Regions from separate parts of the Aedes albopictus genome. Here region 2 is linked to region 1. A link is a contact called in public Hi-C data. All regions are on one chromosome and are shown on one strand. The core of a region is the stretch at or near the end of the contact, and the rest is flanking DNA. Distances in the headings are between cores, read along the strand shown.

Evidence for each region. A called contact is a pair of places that touch in the nucleus more often than the background predicts.
Region 2: a contact with region 1 is called in a Hi-C map of embryo, with 8 times the contacts expected there. The contact joins the promoter of LOC109401894 here to the promoter of LOC134285056 in region 1. A contact is called at or near these places in 2 of 3 Hi-C or Micro-C datasets (embryo and whole body).

What each region holds. Positions count from the first base shown.
Region 1 is chr1:65,790,480-65,793,559 of AalbF5, reverse strand. It overlaps LOC134285056 (mucin-19-like), which reads left to right and starts at 1,269. Exons shown (of 1, transcript XM_062845054.1): 1 at 1,269-3,080. The coding sequence starts at 1,559. The coding sequence ends at 2,530.
Region 2 is chr1:65,968,376-65,971,560 of AalbF5, reverse strand. LOC109401894 (clusterin-associated protein 1) reads right to left here and starts at 1,571. Exons shown (of 3, transcript XM_019674504.3): 1 at 1,399-1,571. The coding sequence starts at 1,420.

The DNA of each region.
Region 1 (3,080 bases), core at 20-2,519:
CAAGATGCGGGAATCGAAAACGTGACGTCATCGCACCCTGGTGCGATGGACAGTATTATCAATCTGTAGCTTCACCACAGAGAAGAAACATCCAAGTCCAGTTCCGAAACTGTGTAAGGAATTTAACGGCATTTTGAAATCGACAACACAAGTGGCAACATCGTGGCGCTTAGTGGATAACTGACACTGAGGAAGATTACAAGTGGTAGTCGAAATACGCGTATCTGTCAAAGGATAAGCAACATAGGGCGGAATTAAAAGGTACGAAACTGATTACACTCATTCGAAGATGGCGCTAGTTTACAACGGTTTTTATTTTAAAATTTTGGACGAGAATTTCAAGAACCTTTGCACTAGCTGGCACGTCGGTTCGTCGGTGTTATCATGATGGCCATCCAGGACCGGGTTATTGCGGACGAAGAATTATCGGCGGGACATATTGCACGAAGACGTGACGGAGGACCGCAGTAGGAAGTGCAATTCAGTATTTTTCTAGAAACGATCGAGCATTTCGTTGCAGGCTGTTCAGTGTTAGCTGGAGCAGCCTACCTTGATCGTCACAACAAAGTTGGCACCTGGAGTTGTCCCTAAATCTCTCCTGAGGTCCCTAGACGACTTAGAATTGAAGAAAGACCTGAACAACGACCTGACAAGACGGTTCCCAAATCACCACAACTGAAAAACAAAAACAAATGCAGACTCATTAGGGTTATAGGCAAAACCGACCTTTCAACGTTCATTTCCGAAATAATGAAGAACCCTTAATTCAACCACAACTTGCCCCTCGTTCAAAGTGGCTGCGTACGGTGTAGAAGTATAGCTCTAACACACATTCACAAGTAGAGTAGTTGTATACGACGACCCGTGCCAGAAGGTAATCGAAGGGTAAAGGAAGCTGCTCATGTCATGGCAATTTCTACTTCTGATAAGGATTGATTCGAAAGATGCTTGCCAAAACCAGATGTATTTACAAATCTCAATTATATTCGTTAAAAAATGAATGTTATGGATGAACACGTGTAGATTTTAGCATGAATCCACAATTAAACGAATAATTTAACCTCAACATGAGCGAAGGTTAGATCAAGGCGTCCTAACCCTATTCAATACAAACAGCGCCATAGTCAAAACAAAAATAAAAACGAAAACATGCTCCGTTCGTTCTACTTCCTCTCTTTTCCTAGCCTTGCTGCTTGGTTATCACGCATTGAGCACAACCATACAAATATCCATTCATGACTATGTGATTCAAGCCGTAGCGAGAGCACACGAAGTTTTATTGCACCAATCAGTCAGTGCCATAACAAAACCGCACACATAGTAGCCCGAGACGAATGTGTGTTTGAACACTGTTAATCGCCTACTTCGCGATACAGCACTTCTGTTTCTGTCAAAATCATTGCAAAAATCGTAGTGCCGTACAGTGACACGGATGTGAGACAATTCGACTGGAAAAAAGTGTTAAATTTGGAACTTTAACTATGCGATATTGACCCTTCGAGTCGATCGAAGGCATCATCAGTGCAGTGACAACGCAGTACCAGTTTTAAACGCAACAATGGAGTACGGCAAGGCCATTTTCTGGCTGCTGTTCGGATTGAGTTGGGTGTTTCTGGTGAATTCTGGGGATATTGCGAACAGTGGGGATTCCCCAAGGGAATCCCTGAGCAAAGGGCGTGAACTGAATGCGACTGTATCGCAAGTGATTCAAGCGTTGGGGGACAGCCCATATCATGGAGACAGCAGTCAGGAGCACTCGAAGCGGGGTCGAATCTTCGCGAGGAAAGGCGTAGACATGAATGGAACTACGACTACGACCTCGACACCTAGTGTTGCTGCAACAGCGCCGAAAGCCAGCGAAGCGCAACAACTGAGCAATGTTACAACGGCGGCGTCCAAATCGCAGCAACCACCGCCGCCAGTGCCGCAGGTTAACATCAGCAATCCAGTTGTAGTAGGCGGCGCCGCCGTCGTCAACTCGACTACGGTTGCGAAAACGAAAGCAACTACGTCGGTGCCTGCTACGAACGCTACTTCCAGCGTTGAGCTTCCAGCGGTTGTTGCGAACTCGACTGCGAGTTCAACAACATCCACAACTCCTTCGACGACGACGACGACGACGACAACGACAACAACGTCGACTACAACAACAACCACCACCACAACAACAACTACGACAAAACCTCCAAAGAAGCCAAAAATAACCTACTCCGTGGATGACGAACCGAAACTTCTCCAAGCGGCCAAACCCGGCTACAACGCGGGATCCTCCTCCTCGGCGAGCGACGCCAACGGACGGCTGCACGTCGATGAACCCCTGGTGGAACTCTCGCAGGAGTACATCCCTCCGGCGTTGATGGGACCGCCCCGAGGTCACCGGGAGTACGTGGTCCCGGTGGTGACGCTAATCTTTGCGATTCCCCTGCTGATGGGTCTGTTCCTGCTGTCCTACCGGCGAGCGAAGGAGTTCTGGCTAACCCGGCACTACCGCCGGATGGACTTCCTCGTGGACGGGATGTATAACTACTAGGTGGAGCATCAGGAGGGTCCAAAGGAGCAGCGGTGCCGTGCAATAATCAGCGCGCGTCTCATCTTTCCAGCAGAAACAAGAGTTCTGACAATAAATTTCAAATGTTTTGAAATGCGCAATACCGATCTAGTGACCAACGACTGATTATTGCACCCGAATCGAATTCTTATCGAAGTTACCGGGAACTTTTGTGCGAAACGAAGGAAATATCTTATGCCAATACACTTTTTTGAGGTTTTTTTTATGTATAAATCTTACATTATTGTTTCTTACCCATTCAAAACATACTAGCCAATATGGAGCATGTTTCCCTTTGGAACGGTCCTTGCTTGTAGCAATTCCGCAAATTAGTAAACAATGCTCACACATACAGGTATTCACATAAAACAGTCGTAATAATCTAGCTAAAACAAATCGATATCAGAAAATTAATCATAGGAAAAATCAAACGCGGATCACGTAGGATCTTTGAGTTTAGGAGCGAAGTGCCTTTTCGAATGAGTTTACACATACGTACGTAAAGTTGAGGAAGAAACAGAAATCAATATTA
Region 2 (3,185 bases), core at 322-2,821, 180 kb before region 1:
GGATTCTACTTGAATCCTCGGGAGGATTCTACTTGAATCCTCGGGAAGATTCTAGTCGAATCTTTGGGAGAATTCTACTCGAATCCTCTGGAGGATTGTACTCGAATGCTCGGAAGGATTCTACTCGAATCCTCGGAAGGATTCTACTCGAATCCTCGGAAGGATTCTACTCGAATCCTCGGAAGGATTCTACTCGAATCCTCGGAAGGATTCTACTCGAATCCTCGGAAGGATTCTACTCGAATCCTCGGAAGGATTCTACTCGAATCCTCGGAAGGATTCTACTCGAATCCTCGGAAGGATTCTACTCGAATCATCGGGAGGATTCTACTCGAATCCTCGGGAGGATTCTACTCGAATCCTCGGGAGGATTCTACTCGAATCCTCGGGAGGATTCTACTCGAATCCTCGGGAGGATTCTACTCGAATCCTCGGGAGGATTCTACTCGAATCCTCGGGAGGATTCTACTCGAATCCTCGGGAGGATTCTACTCGAATCCTCGGGAGGATTCTACTCGAATCCTCGGGAGGATTCTACTCGAATCCTCGGGAGGATTCTACTCGAATCCTCGGGAGGATTCTACTCGAATCCTCGGGAGGATTCTACTCGAATCCTCGGAGGATTCTACTCGAATCCTCGGGAGGATTCTACTCGAATCCTCGGGAGGATTCTACTCGAATCCTCGGGAGGATTCTACTCGAATCCTCGGGAGGATTCTACTCGAATCCTCGGGAGGATTCTACTCGAATCCTCGGGAGGATTCTACTCGAATCCTCGGGAGGATTCTACTTGAATCCTCGGGAGGATTCTACTTGAATCCTCGGGAGGATTCTACTTGAATCCTCGGGAAGATTCTAGTCGAATCTTTGGGAGAATTCTACTCGAATCCTCTGGAGGATTGTACTCGAATGCTCGGAAGGATTCTACTCGAATTCTACTCGAACTCTGGGGAGTATTCTACTTGAATCTTCGGGAGGATTCTACTCGAATCCTCAGAAGGATTCTACTCGAATCCTAAGGAGGATTCTACCTTGGATTCTACTCGAAACCTCAGGAGCATTCTCATCGAAAACACTGGCGATTCTACTCGATATCTGGGGATTCTACTGAAAAGTTTCTGAAAATTCTACTGGAAATCCCAGAGACTTCAACTCTAAGTTTCCACGGAAGATGATCGAAACCTAGACGGTTTTGCTAGAATACTACGAAAACCTGAGGATTCCCTTCGAATTCCTAGAGAATTAATCTCGAACACACTGAGAATCTACACGTCATCCATTAGGATTGTACTTGAAATTACTGAGGATTTTACTCAAAAATCGCTGCAATGTCTACTTGGATTATCTGGAGAATCTACTCGACACTACTGAGGACGCTTTGCGGTTTTAGGAACTTACCTCGAACGTCTTTAAACGACATCTTCGCCTAAATCCGGAACCTAACTTCCGATCGGAGAGCTGCAAATCTGGATGAACGAATTCAACACCGTTTCCGTTCTTGTTTGGGTCCACAATGGTTGCCTTGACAACGGGACGAACTTGTCGGACTCGCATCGATTTCTACTCGGGCATCCGTCACCGAGTGTTTGACAGCAGTTCGATGTCAACAAAACATGCTCGCGCGCGCACACACACGTTCTCAGGCACGTGTTGTGCGAGAGAGCGGTTTTTGTTTATGGGAGAGTGCGAGAGTACAGCTGGAGAGAGGCTGAGAGTGATTTTATGACAGTAGTGCCCAACAATGGGACAAAATCGAGTGAGTTTCACTCGACGTTGGATTAATTTCCGGACATGAAGTCACAGTCACGAGATCGTTCGAGTCGTTCTTCGCGCGAGAGCGAAGAGAGACCACCACGACGACTCTGCAGACACAAGGGACGGACAGTAGCAGGGCAGCAAAATCAAAACGTCAAATCAAAACATTGAAAATTTTCACACGGAACGGACGGACGGACGACTGAATGAACGATACGAACGAAGGAACGACGACGTCGGATTGGACGGGAGTGTACCTGTGTGATTGACTCTTGTCGTCTTTTATCTGCGCGCGGGGTGCAGTGTGATTGAGCAGTGTGAGATACAGAACCTTCGACGGAAGGGCAGTGCGGTCGGAACGAAGTCGAAAATTGGACGGATTTCGCGTGAAAACGGTTCCCCCGAGGGTGTTGGATGTTGTGAAATACAAGGCTAGCAAGAGGAAGTGTTGTTTTGGGGCCGACGACTGAAGTGGCGCAGGTGGTGCTAGTGTTTTGATGTGTGTAGTGTGCAGTGCAAGGGTGTGTGTTTGGGCAGCCGAAGGGAGAGGTAACAAGTGCGAAAAAATTGAAGTCATTTGTTGCTTCATCGACAACTGGGTCGAGAGGTTGAATCCCGGTGGAATCGGGGTGCACGGGGGGAAGAGGCGCGACAGTGATTGGGCGGAAATCGGGGGTCGAGATTTCTGGAAACAACAGGGAAAGTGAAAGATCTTGAAGGATTCGTCAAGGACTCTGTGGGGTGTTGATTGGCTCACCGACGACCATCATCATCGTGAGAAGCGCTAATAAGCGCTCTAGCTCTTCGTGAGTGGCTGTCCTTGCATCAGAGCAGGCGACGACGACGACAACGGTGCTATCGAATCAAGTGCAAGTGATCATCAGACATCGTCGTCGGGTCACTTGGATGGGATAGAATACAACGATCGCAACATACATAGTGTCAGACGGTGGTGCAAGGCGGAGACAGCGATAGGCAGACCAACCGGACCGGACGGTGTTCATTGCTTGCAAATTGGCACCTTCCTCTGCGTTGTTCTTGCGCTGTTGTTCGCTGACCAGGCGAATGGTTTTCAACGCTCGGTGAAGGTAATACTCATTTGCAGATATCTATCTAGTGTTTATCGCATCATGGGATCAAGCGACCGAGGTCAATGGAGTGCAGGATGACAACCGAAGCCAGATTTGCATCACCAATGATAACAACGAAAGATCAATTCGTTGATATTAGAACAAGCAATCATAGTAGTCGATGATAATCCGTCACCCTACTGTCAGAAATACATTTTCATTCTTGTGCTGGTTTTTAACAAAACAGCACACATTTCAATCACTCTGCAATAGTTTATATGGAATATAATCTATCGGTATGGAATCTGGTAATGAATATGATTTAGTTGGAACTGAACAAATTGTCTTTGAAATCGAAGT